2 separate regions of the Sus scrofa genome follow, and region 2 is linked to region 1. The links are chromatin contacts, called in public Hi-C maps. All regions are on one chromosome and are shown on one strand. The core of a region is the stretch at or near the end of the contact, and the rest is flanking DNA. Distances in the headings are between cores, read along the strand shown. Region 1 holds the start of LOC110255736. Region 2 overlaps MIA3 (melanoma inhibitory activity protein 3).

What was found. A called contact is a pair of places that touch in the nucleus more often than the background predicts.
Region 2: a contact with region 1 is called in a Hi-C map of undifferentiated spermatogonia, with 2.6 times the contacts expected there. The contact joins the enhancer-like site here to the promoter of LOC110255736 in region 1. A contact is called at or near these places in 3 of 5 promoter capture datasets (fetal liver, fetal skeletal muscle and liver), 29 of 47 Hi-C or Micro-C datasets (alveolar macrophages, blood, brain and 15 more) and 2 of 2 datasets of contacts at active chromatin or transcription factors (alveolar macrophages and skeletal muscle).

What each region holds. Positions count from the first base shown.
Region 1 is chr10:11,313,450-11,320,235 of Sscrofa11.1, forward strand. LOC110255736 reads right to left here and starts at 1,281. Exons shown (of 7, transcript XM_021065090.1): 1 at 1,235-1,281; 2 at 137-579. The coding sequence starts at 1,281. It overlaps HHIPL2 (HHIP-like protein 2), which reads right to left. Exons shown (of 10, transcript XR_002336124.1): 8 at 5,575-5,656; 9 at 4,231-5,040; 10 at 2,398-3,027. It also overlaps the pseudogene LOC102160768.
Region 2 is chr10:11,386,706-11,393,106 of Sscrofa11.1, forward strand. MIA3 (melanoma inhibitory activity protein 3) reads left to right here. Exons shown (of 28, transcript XM_021064137.1): 4 at 1,585-4,597. Among named protein-coding and RNA genes, the nearest start is that of MIA3, 27 kb to the left of the region's middle. Within about 2 kb of position 2,991, at least 1 of the 83 cell types and tissues checked has an H3K27ac peak or open chromatin away from gene starts, as enhancers often do. A contact at or near this core is called in undifferentiated spermatogonia, where this site is marked.

The sequences.
Region 1 (6,786 bases), core at 31-2,530:
ATCTGCATTTCCGCTTTTTTTAAAAAACCATCCCGCGTAAATACGCACCAGGGATTCCAAAATGAAACAGTGATTTCTAAAAAACGGTACTTCTGGCAGGACTTAGTCCTGAAATATAAATCACGAACATGCTTACCGTGCCTCAGAGCGACCCGGAAGAGAAAATCCTGGAACGCCGCGAAGCAGGAAAAAAAGAAAAATGGTCCACGGTGGCCGGCGCTACCCGAATCTGCGGCCAGAGCGCCGGAAGAGAGGGCGCAAGGCGCCGGGGGCTCGTTTTCAAAGCCCTGCAAACCCAGACCCCGCGCCGAGTTACGAAAGGCAGAGGGCGGCGACGCGGGGACCTCGACGGCGCGCGGCGCGCGGCGCGGGTGCGCGGGGCGGGCGGGACGTGGCTGCGCCTGCAGTGACGCCGCGCGGCCGCCTGGTGGCGCTGGAGCCCGGCTCTCGCTGGCCCGACCCGCGGCGAGGGCGCCTCCAGACCCTGTTGCCGGGCCCAGAGATTGGCCCGCGTGGCCTGGACGAGGACACGTGGCAGCTTGGCGTTCAGAGCCCAGCTTGGCGCCACCATCCTGCCCCCTACGAGAGAAAGAGGGAGCGATTCCCCGAAATAAACGGGCCCGGGCTGCGCGGGAAGCCAAGGTTTGCAGTTTTTACCCTGAATTCCCGAATGCTGGGTGACTATAGTCACCAGTGCCCTTTCTTTTCTGTTTCTTTTTTTAAGGGCCACGAGTGGCATATGGGAGTTCCCAGGTGAGGGGTCGAATCAGAGCTACAGCTGCTGACCCACGACACAGCAATGTAAGATCCGCGCTGCATCTGCTACCTACACCACAGCTGGTGGTAACCACGGATCCTTAACCTACCGAGAGAGGCCAGGGATCAAACCCGCATCCTCATGGCTACTAGTTGGGTTTGTTTCCGCTGAGCCACAACGGGAATTCCCCAGAGCATTTTCTGAATACAGAAATTGTCCGCACCCAGGATGTTTTGATAAAGGACTGTCTATAAACTAGCCCCCTGCCACATGAAACCATTGAGTGCCTGAAATGTGGCTATTCCAGATTGAGATTTGCTGAAATAAAATACACATTGGGTTTAGAAAATTCAGTACCAAAAAAAAAAAAAAAAGAATGTCAACTATCCCATTAGTAATTTTTAATCAATTACATATTGAAACAATAATACCATAATATACAGGATTAAATAAATTGTGTAATTGCATTAATTTTACCTTTTTTTGGCTACTAGAAAAATTTTAATTAAATGGGCGGCTCCCATTTGCAGCTCTCATATGGGGCAAGTTCAAGGATCCCGAGTCTCATGACCTTGAGTTCAAGTTAATGCTTAACAGTGCTTACAGCAGGTAAGCCTTTCATCTCTTTGGGTCTCCCAGAGCCTGTACTGTGCCTGGCAAGCTGTAAGCATGGCACTTGTTGAGACGAAATCAAGTATCTCCCCCAGCATAACCCAAACTCCACAAAAAACAAGAGAATGTATTTCTTAATCTGGGTTCTTTTGAGGATGATGTGACTGGGACAATTTCTTGGCTTGCAAGATTTTAGCTCTGGATCCTAAAACCCTGGCATTTTTGGTTTTGTTCCATTAAGTCAAATTGCCTATATTCTTCCGGGTACTCTGCAGAATCTGGAGAACTTGTTGAAGCTCTTAGCTCTGTCATTCCTCAAGTACCAGGTTAAAAGCCACCACCCTCCCTGGGGGCCCCCAGAGAGGCTGACAGGGGCGTTGGTTCAAGTCCAGCTGAACAATTCCCCGCTCCCTTGCTGCCGTGGTCCAGGGCAAGTGGCCTAACCTCGCCAGGCCTCACTTCCCTGATCTGCAGCAGAAGTGATGGGGCAACACGCAAGCAGCAAGGTTTTGAGGTTTTGGAGAGTGGATATAAACTTAGCACATAATAGGTATGCAACCTGTAGTCATGTTTGCTATGCTCTCTGCCCCGCAGAACAGTAGGCGCCAGAGGACCTGCCTTTATTCATACCCTCGCTTCAGTGAGGGCGAAGGAGACATCCATTTTAGAGGAGCTCTCCCCCAAAGGCATCACTACAAGCCCCCTCTTAGACCTGAGATGAGGCTTGGGAGTGACACATGGCTCTTAGGCAAACTGGGTGAAGCACGGCAGATTTTTTTTTTTTTTTTCTTTTCTGTCTTTTTCGGCCACCTGGGCATAGGGAGTTCCCGGGCCAGGGATCAAATCCCAGTCGCAGCTGCGACCTAGGCCCCGCTGGGGCAACTGGATCCTTTAACCTGCTGTGCCTGGCCAGGCTCAGAACCTGCGTGCTGGCCCGCAGAGACGCTGCCGAGCCCCTGCCCCACGCGGGAACTCCACGTCCCATTTCTTACCACCAGGCAAGCATCCAGGAGATCAAACACTCCGGGTCCATTTGAGCAAGTGTTGATTTATTGCCTTAGGTCACGGGCACTTACAAACAGGGACACACAGTGGACTTCCAAGCGGGTTTACAGACTGGCAAACAGGCAGCCAGGTAGCCTGGCAACATGGGCTTTGGTCTCGCTGCAGAAGCGGACATGGGGCATCCGGTCAGGTCAGAGGACAAGGTTCTTGAGGAGAAGACCACTGCGCAGCCCAAGGTCAAGCTCTCACCACTGGTCCTCGCCTGCACCCCAGCTTCCCAGGTGTCTAAGGTCATGTGCAGCAGCAGCAGCAGCAGCAGCAGCAGTTCCCCAGGGGCAAACTGGAAGCTCATCCCCTGACCCACCACCTTGACGGAAGCATCAGAGGGAGGCTCCTGCCAGCTCGCTGCCGCTGTGCCCCTCTGCCTGGGGGGGTCTTGGGGCTCTGCTTCCTCCTCCCCTGGGGGCCTGGGGACCACACTCGCTTCTTTGCCCCAGGCCGAGGAAACGGCTTCCTGCTGCTTGTGGGGGAAGCTGGCTTCTTGGAGGGGCCTTTCCGAGAGGAGGCCCGGTCTGGCCTGGAAGTTACAGTTGCGTTGGATGATTTTCTAGCAGCTTCTTCAGCTTGCTCCTTTAGCAAGTCCAAGACCGTCTCTGGGAAACAAATATTTATTTAGTAGAAATAGAAGCCCTGGAAAGCAGCTCTAAGGGAAGTGCCACCCAGGAAACCTGTGCTCGCTTGAGGGTTCTTGAATGTAAGTTCTTTTTTTTTTTTTTTTTTTTTGTCTTTTTGCTATTTCTTGGGCCGCTCCCGAGGCATATGGAGGTTCCCAGGCTAGGGGTCTAATTGGAGCTGCAGCCACTGGCCTACACCAGAGCCACAGCAACGCGGGATCCAAGCTGCATCTGCAACCTACACCACAGCTCACAGCAACGCCGGATCCTTAACCCACTGAGCAAGGGCAGGGACCGAACCCGCCACCTCATGGTTCCTAGTCGGATTCGTTAACCACTGCGCCACAACGGGAACTCCTTGAATGTAAGTTCTTTTGAAATTAACATTTTTAATGTCCTTCACTGGCCTTGATCTAAAAATACTTTTTTTTTTTTTTTTTTTTCTTTTTAAGGCATACAGAGGTTCCCAGGCTTGGAGTCAAATAGCAGCTGCAGCTGCAAGCCTACACACACCACAGCCAGAGCAACGCCAGATCCGGGCAGCATCTGTGACCTACAAGCAGCTCATGGCAATTCCAGATCCTTAACCCACTGATCAAGGCCAGGGATTGAAACCCGCATCCTCATGGGTACTAGTCAGGTTCCTTACTGCTGAGCCCCAATGGGAACTCCCAAAACAATTCCTTTGTGATGGGATTCCTCCAATGCTGCATGGCTCTAGAAGAGTTCCCTTGGAAACAGCATCCTTCCGCTGTGAGTCTTTCCTGACTCCGCACCTAGCCTGGAAGAGGGCCTCCGGCTGGGGGCCCAGTCAGAGGCCTGGACATCCTTCTAGCCAGAGCCTCCGTGCTGCATCTATTTCTTCATTTGCCTGTGCTCCATGCGCCCTCTCACTGGACTCAGAACTCCTGTAGGTCAGGCTCACTGCTGTGTCCCCAGGGATGGCCACAAAGGAAGGAAGGAACGAACGAGGGACCACAGGTCACAGCAAAAGCAGGTGCTGGCCCTCTCCGTCTGGTCGCAGAGGAGACATCTAGACAGAGCCATGGGTCCCAGTCCTCACCCAGAGGATAAGCCTTGGTGAGAAAAGACCTCCCGCCCCAGGATGGCAGCTGTCTGCAGAGGGCACTGTGCGGGCGCCTGGATGCCAAGCCCTGAGCCCAAAGACAAAGACAGACTCACTGGCTAGTGGCCTGAATGGGATCCGCTTACTCTTGATTTTCACCGGCACCGGCTTGTATGTGCACTTTCCCGGAGGTGCTCGCCTAAAAACAGATAGAAAACGTGAGGACCCAGGACTCTGAAGACGGGACCAGGAACTCAAGGTCAGCAGGAGGCGTGCGTTTGCAAGACTTGGGTTCAGCCCCCCTTTATCCATAGGGGTGGGATGGACGGAGGAGGAATCTGGGATGAGCTCTGACAGAGAGGAGAACAGACAGGGACACCCAGGGCCACTACCACCCAGGGTGGTGTAGGCGGCAGAGGACTGAGTTCAAATCCTGGGGACCGCGGGCAGGAAAACTTGGCTAGGTTTCAACTTTCACGTCTATAAAATAGCAAAAGTAATAGAGAGAGATGAGGATTCAATAAAAACTGTGTACTTGGCACATCGTACATGACTGATACACAACTTTTTATTTTATTTTTTCTAACAGCTGCACCCGCAGCATATGAAAGTGCCCGGGCCAGGGGTGGAACCGGAGCTGTAGGTGACACTGATCCTCATTTGAAAGAGGGAAACGGAGGTGTGCAAAGGTTAAGAGACAGATCCAAGGTCCCATGGCTTGTTAGTGGCAAAGCCACAGTTGAGACCCCGCATCCAGGGTCTGTGATTCTAAGGAAAGGGCAGGAGGAAAAAATGGAAGGGGAAATCATGCATAAATAAACCAACCGCTCCTTAAAATGTTGGGCGAGTGCATTTAGCGCAGACGGGCTAAGTAAGCAGAGCAGAACCTGGGCAGTAGCGTTCACCCACGGTCAGATGATCCCAGACTGACGTTTCCAGAAGCATGTTAAAAAAACAAACAAACAAAAAATTGGATTGGGAGTGTGGGATTAGTCGATGCAAACTTTTGCATTTAGAGTGGATAAGCAATGAGGTCCTGCTGTACGGCACAGGGAACTCTACCCAATCACTTTGGTGAACTGTGATGGAGGATAACTGAGAAGAAGAATGGGTATATTGGCATAACTGAGTCACCTTGCCTTACCGCAGAAATTCACAGAGCACTGTCAATCGACTATAATAAAAACTAAAAATAAACAAGGCAGGAGCCACAGACCTAGACGAGGCAACCCAGAAAGGCTCGAGAGCCTCATTTCCAACCACAAAGACCCCGTTTCCCAAATACTCTCTACTTCCTGCAGACGCGCCATCCTACACATTTCTTGGTCCATCTGCTTTCATCTGAAGTGAAGACCGGCTTCGGTGATGGTTTCTGGGACTCCTTGGGGGGTGAGGACTGTTGGCTGCCATGGAGCTAGGCACTAGGACACACCCCCTGAGAAGAAGGAACCCAGTCTCACCTGGATGGGTCGACGAATTTGTAAATGGATCCGCGCGCTGCGTAGGCACTTGGGTAAGAGGTGGCCAGGAAGTAGAGCTCCCCTAAGACAGAACAGGTGTCAAGGACAGGACATGAGGCGGGACCAGGATGGCTGGGCTTGTGGCCCTGAAACGTGTGAGCCCCGGAAGGGGACCCCGGAATCCCGACAGCTGGGCCAGGGAGGTCCCCAAGGTTCCCAGACCGGCTCAGGGAGTCACCCAGCAGAGGCCTGTTTCTGCTCCTATTCCCTGAACCGAAGGCCCCCTCAGCTGATGTAGCATCTCTGCTTTCAGAAACATCATCTCAGAGGGGTCCCACCCCCCTCCCCACCCTTCACTGTGGATAAGGCTTCTCTGCGAAGCCCCCGAAATAGGCTGAGCACCACTTATCAGACAGTTCGTGTTATACGATATAGATAAATACGGTATATATAAATCATATAAGTTACATAGTATATACATATAATACAAATATAAATTACACCTCATGCATATAACATGTTCTATATTATATACATATAAAATATAAACGTGTATTATATACATGTAATATATATATAATATAAATTATATACATATGGTATAAATATAAATTCTATACCTATAATACACATGCCAAATGGAGTAACTCTTCTTAGGGCCTTAAAGAAGAGAGGGCCAGGGAGGCCCCGGGGCCCCCAGACTGTCTCAGGGCGGGGGGGGGGTCACCCAGCAGAGGCCCATTTCTCCTCCTGTCCCCTCCCCACCCCCAGTGGACCCTCCTCGAGCTCCCCCCCCTGAAGTCTGGGTTCCGTATTTCTTGCGACCCGGCACTCAGCCCCGTGGTCCTGTCCACACCCCCCCGCAGAAATCACCTCTGCCCCGGCCTCCTTCGTCTCTCTTACAAGGGGTCCCTGTTTGCTCCTGTTTCCTCGCCTTCGAACACCAGAAAACGCCGTTCCTTTCTCACAGTAGGCACCTCATTCCACCTCGTTTCCCAGTTACCCGTGAGGACCATGGAGTGAGGGGTTTACGAGCCCCACTTCAGTCCAATGAACCTGACTTTGAAGCTGAGAACACCAGCGAGCATCCATGTTGTCTCAGGCAACCTCTCCACCTGGGGGACCCTCGTGTGACTTCTTCATTGGTAAAAGGGAGCTGATAGTACGTCCCACGATTATTAGGTCTCAAAGCAGAATGTGTTCGCTAATGAG
Region 2 (6,401 bases), core at 1,741-4,240, 75 kb after region 1:
CCTGGGAACCTCCATATGCCGCAGGAGCGGCCCAAAGAAACAGCAAAAAGACAAACAAACAAACAAACAAACAAAAAAGAAATGCCACTAAGAAGAGGAAGTCGGAATTCCTGTAGTGGCTCAGCGGTTAGTGAACCCAGCTAGCATCCATGAGGACATGGGTTCAATCCCTGGCCTCGCTCAGTGTGTTAAGGATCTGGTGTTGCCATGAGCTGTGGTGTAGGTCGCAGACACGGCTTGGATCCTGAGTTGCTGTGGCTCTGGTGGCTACAACTCAAAGCAGTGATGAAAGGGATGGTTATCTGGAAATGTATTGGACAGTGGCTACAGCTCTGATTGGACTCCTAGCCTGGGAACCTCCATATGCTGCAAGTGTGGCCCTAAAAGACAAAAAGACCAAAAAAAAAAGAAAGAGAAAGTCATCCGTCTCTGCTACAATTATCGGGTCTCCAGAGTGCTGTGCGAGGCCGGTTAGGAGAAGAAGCTGATCGGCGCTGTTTTTTCACTTTTCCTCTGTGTACGGCCCCTTCTACGTCAGTTTGTTTCCTAGCGGAGGAAGAATGTCAGGATCCGGTTAGTCTGAAAGCAGCTCTTATGACACTTAGAACCCTGATTTAGAGTGGAGTGTATCCCTGACTGAATCTTGTTTTCCAGCTGCACTTGTGATAGTTAATCCTTGCCTGTCTTGGTCCAGTCTTTGTCCCTTAGCATTTTTATTTCCCTCACATCTGTATTTCAGTACGATGCTTCTTAAGCTCATTTATCTTTCCCAGTCCAAGGCACGTATGAGCCAGAAATCTGTTGTAGACTTAGAGCCAGTCGGCAAGGTGATTCTGCCTGCTTCCAGCTGGGTAAGCAGAGAAATAGCGCCTAGAGGGTAGGGTTATGGAGATATATGGGTGGTCTTCCAGCCTCTCCTGGACAAATTATTATGAGACCACTTTCCAGAGTATCAGGCATAGATACTGGAAGTTGGAGGACCTGGTGAGTGATTCCTTCCTTTTCCCTGCTTGTGCTGAGACCAAATTGAGAAACCCAGAAGTCAGGCAGATGGAGACCCAAATGTCACCATTACTTACCAGAAAAGTTTTTGGACAACTTGGCTCAAGTGGGCAGAAATGAATGGGCTTTTGAAAATCACAGCCTAGGATATGATAGACTTACCCAGCCACAGGCAGAGCAGGCCAACTGGGGGGCCTCCCCAGGTAGGACTGCCCCTGTAACACTGGCAGCATGGAGGTTAGAGGGTGTCATGTCCCCCCACCCCCACCCCCGGGCCCCAATCCCAACAGAAAACAGGGAGAGTGCAGAGCCAGCTCAGCAGCCACATGCGTTGTTCTTCCCCTAGGAAAGCGAAGGAAGCAAGGCCGGAGGCATTCCTCAGGCAAGGTCCTTCCTCAAGGAAGCAGGAAGCCAGGGGAAAGTGTGTTCCAGCCTCTGTCTCCTGACTCCCCGAGGCTGGCACGAAAGCGCCTCTGGAGCCAAACATGAGTTTGAGACCATCTCTGTCATTCGCGTGGGTAAGCATTTGCTCTTGTGACACTCAGTTAGTGACACACTAATGTTTTTCTTTCCCTTCTGCAGGAGACAGATTTTGTTTGTTTTGATGGAGGAAGAGACAATTTTGATAATTATAATGTCGAAGAACTTTTAGGGTTTTTGGAATTGTATGATTCGGCGCCTGGAGACTCTGAGGAAGTTCAAGAAAAAACTTCTCAGCAGGTGGAAGAACCTCCTGAAGCGTCCGAGGAAAGTGACCCTGAACCTGAACCAGGAGAACCCAGCTCGCAGGAAAGTGAAAGTGTATTCTCAGAAAACACTGAGGAACCCAGGGAAAGACAGGAGGCTCAGAAGAGCCACCCTCATGGAAGCAGTCAAACAGATCCCGCTCAGGGAGAGCAGTCTTCTTTCGAACCTTTTGGAGAAATGCTGCAAGATAAGTTAAAAGTGCCAGAAAGCGAACGCAGCAAAACCAGCAATAGTTCTCAGGTCTCCAATGAGCAGGAGAAGATTGATGCTTATAAACTTCTGAAAACAGAAATGACTCTGGACTTGAAAACCAAATTCGGCTCAACTGCCGACGCATTTGTATCTGACGATGAGACAACCAGATTTGTTACCTCCTTAGAGGACGATTTTGATGAGGAGCTGGAAGGTGAGTACTACACCGTGGGGAAGGAAGAAGAGGAGAACAAAGACGGCGTGGACGACCTCCCACTACTCACCTTCGTGGATGGAGAAGATCCAGCTCCGGCGAAGTCTGGCGTTGAGAAGCATCCAACAGAGAAAGAGCAGACTTGGAAGGAAGCCAGTCGGGCTGGGGAGACTCAGCCCCCCGGCATCCAGTACGGTGAGAAAAATGCAGAGGAAGATAGCACCTTCTCCGTGGTGGCAGAAGGTGAGGAAAACACAGGTGCGGATTTGGAGACTTGGGATTCGAAGGAAGCAAAGGCTGGTGATGAAGCATCCGTCCCGGGTCGCAACGTGGGGACAGCACGACCAGCCTCGGCTTCTGGCGACCCCGAAGAGGCAGCCGATGGCCTTCGGAAGGTGGAAGTCCCCAGAAGCAGTCAAGACCAGGACCCAGAGGCGCCCGCAGAACTTCACGTTCAAGGGCAAGGGCGGGAGGCCGAGCGGCCGGGGAGGGACCTGGCGGCGCGGGAGGCAGCGGGATTAGAGGACAAGACGCGCCGAAGCGGGAGCCGGCACGCTTCTGCCCAGAGCGGCCACCCCAGCCCTCCGCCCGCCGCCAAAGAGGATGCAGAGACATTTCTATCGGCCTTTGCCAGCAAAGAGAATGACCTGGAAGGAGCCGCTGTTCATATCTCGAAAGACTGGCCCGGGAAGGAACAGCCCGGAGCACAGCGGTTGGAAGGCGGCTCGGAGGGCGCCTCGGTGGCTAGAGCTGCAGGGATCCCGGGGGCCGAGCGGGAGCTTGGACAGGCCCCCTCGGGGATCGCAGCGCCCCGGACCGACAGTCAGCCTGATGCTTCCAGGGCCCGCGGGGAGGAGGACGGCGGCTCAGGAATCGGCCCAGCCCCACCGCCGCTCTCGGGGGAGCACCTGGGTGAGGACCAGCCCGGGAAATCTCAAAACCGGACTCGATTCTCCTCCCCCGATGCACCTGCTCCGCCAAGAAACCCGGGGGAAGAGGGTCCCGCTCCGGGAAGCAGCCTTTCCGGGCCACAGGAAGGAGGCGCCGCCGCCGCATTTCCCCAGCAAGGGAGCGACGACGGGGGACTCTCAGATCAGGAGGCCGCTGAGGATGCCCTGGAGGAGGGGCCTGCCCATCGCCGCGAGCCCGCGGCGGCCCCGCGGGAAGCAGGGGTGACCGAGGTGCCAGGTCTCCGCCCGGAACACCCGGAAGCAGACGAGGACGATTACGCCCCCGAAGAGCTGTTGGAGGATGAAAACGCTGTGAGTGCGAAGCGGTCTAAAGAAATGAGCCCCGAGGCTGAGGACGCGGGCTTAGATGCTGACCCACAGGCCTCTGCAAAAGCGCTTTTAGGTGCTGTTCATGCTGATCCAGAACCTGGAGAAAACAAAGGGGAGACCAATAATACGGTGGAAACTGGAAGAAAAAGTGACCCTGCGGGTGAAGGCGTGGACGCACGAGGCGGGGATCCCAGTAGTCCGGTGGTGGAAAAAGGAGGAAGCTCCCTCGTGGGTCAGAAGGGACAGAGCCCCTCTGAGGAACGCGACCTTCCCAAGAGAGCCAATCAGACTGCAGGGTTAGGGGCCGCATCTCAGCATAAAGCTCCGGATTATTTTAACGAAGACGGCCTCCAGGAACCCCCGGGGGCGCCAGGGCTCCTGGGGAAGCCTGGGGCAGAACTCTTGAAAGAGGATGAGGAGGACGTGGCGAAACTGGTGGACGCAGGGCTCCGGGGGTCCGCTCCTGAGGACCAGGACAGTGACCCGCCCCCCTGGGCGCCACACGCACCTGTTCAGCAGGAGCTCGGCGTCCCCCGGGAGGACTTGCCTATAATCGGCAGCTTCTTTAAAGAGCAGCAGTCCCTGGAGCGCTTCCAGAAGTACTTTGACGTCCAGGAGCTGGAAGCCCTGTTCCAGGAAATGTCCTCCAAGCTGAAGTCGGCGCAGCGGGAGAGCCTGCCCTACAACGTGGAGAAAGTCCTAGATAAGGTCTTCCGTGCTTCCGAGTCCCACATTCTGAGCGTGGCAGAGGAGATGCTCGACACTCGCGTGACCGAAGACAGAGACCCGGCGATGAGGGACAGCATCTTCAGCGAAGAGGCTGCTGTGCTCGATGACGTTCACGAACTGATCTATTTTGTCAGGTACACATACTCCGCGAAGGAGGAGGCCGCGTCCCTGGCAGCCGCGCAGCCTGCGGAGGAGGGCCGGCCTGGACCAGCAGAGGAGGGCCGGCCTGGACCTGCGGAGGAGGGCCGGCCTGGACCTGCGGAGGAGAGTTTGGCTGGACCTGCGGAGGAGAGTTCGGCTGGACCTGCGGAGGAGAGTTCGGCTGGACCTGCGGAGGAGAGTTTGGCTGGACCTGCGGAGGAGAGTTCGGCTGGACCTGCGGAGGAGAGTTTGGCTGGACCTGCGGAGGAGAGTTCGGCTGGACCTGCAGAAGGTGAGGTGCCTGCCTGTGACCTCCTGGTGTTGGGCTCCAGGTACGGGTGTGGGGCTGGGGGGCTCTGAAGAGCCTCGTGCCCTATTTGTAAAGCTTTGTCCCCAGTTCACAGCGGCCCAGAGGCGAGGGGCAGCACAGTGACGGCCTCATGACCCGTCCAGTCTTTCTTGTAGATGGGGGTGTGGATAAGGATTTCTTGCCCTCTTTCTCCCTTAGACAGCTGAGACTGGCAAGCATTCTCAAAAGGAAACTCTAAAAAGATAAAGCCACACATAAGAAATGAGGTATAAAATAGACCTGTTGACATAGTACATGTTTCATGCAAAAGTATGAGAGGGGTTTTTTTCTTTTTTCTTTTTTGGCCAACCGGTCACATACGAAGTTCCTGGGCCAGGGATCAGACAAGCCACAGTTGTGACCTATGCCACAGTTGTGGCAAGGCTGAATCCTTTAACCCACTGTGCCAGGGATTGAACCTGTGTCCTGGCACTGCAGAAATATAGCCGATACTGTTGTGCTGCAGCCGGAACTCCATGAAAGGGCTTTTTTGAACACATTTTCTTCATCGTCAAATCACTGCTCTCTGTCTAAGGATTTACTGGCATAGGGCTTAACTTGATGCCTTGCCTGAGTGAGTCTTTTCTTCCCCCTAATTTTTTTTGGGGGGGGTGGGCTTGGGGGGAGTGTGTACTACTGCAGCACATAGGAGTTCCCAGGCTAGGGGTCGGGGCAGCAGCTGCCGGCCTGCACCACAGCCACAGCAATGCAGGATCCAAGCTGCATCTGTGACCTACACCACAGCTCACAGCAACACCAGATCCTTAAGCCACTGAGCAAGGCCAGGAATTGAACCCGGGTCCTCATGAATACTAGGTGGGTTTATAACCCTCTGAGCCACAGAGGGAACCGCCCCCCCCTCCAACTTCCATCTTTGCTGGATGCTATGTGCATAGGTGAGTTAAATTCTACCCAGCCATCGGGTTCTCACGTTCAGATTAATCCAGGACAAACCAGGACACAGAGCCTCTAACAGAGCACTTGATGCAGAAGCCATCCAGTAAATAAACAGTGAGTGAACGGACCCTGAGCCAGCGTCTCATAGAAGCTGGTTCCTGGCTCATGCTCTTTTCTCTGCCCACATGCTTTTCAAACGGAGATGTGTGAGCTGAGAGTATCTCCCTGGGCGCAGAGACCACAGGAGGAGTGTTCCCAGGCTGCCTGGGGTCCCGAGCATTTGGAGCTGGGAACACTTTTATATGTAGTCAAAGCTCTACTGTGGATTCGAATGCAAGACTCAAATGAATCTCAGGCTAAACTATGGGGTTTCAAAGACATTCGTCTTCACTGTGGGTCACACTGGGCTGTGCCCTGAGCCTCTCGGGGACAGAGAAGAGTACGCTCCTTCCGACTCATAGAGGTTCTTTGAAACCATCCGAGCGGCCCTTCTGCCAGCTGCTGCTGCCCGTAGGGCCCTCCTCTGCGCCAGCTCTGACCGAGCACACTTATGTATGGAGGGGCTCGGGTCTCTCCGCATGGGATATGTGTTTCCTGTTTCTGACCCGCCTCTCCTTTTGCACCTTTGTCCATGTAGGGCAGGTGCTGCGTCACCAAGGGAAGTTAGCGTATCAGAGTCGTACCATAAATACATTTAGTGATCAACACCTTCGGGATAAGAGTTTCTTTGTACGTTTTCTGCTGTAGATTAGCCATCTGTGAAGTGAGAGGAAAGCAGCTGAAACTCTTACTTCCGAGCCCGGGTGTGCCCCACAGGTGCCAGCACAGCGGGCAGGATGAGGGCCCTGGG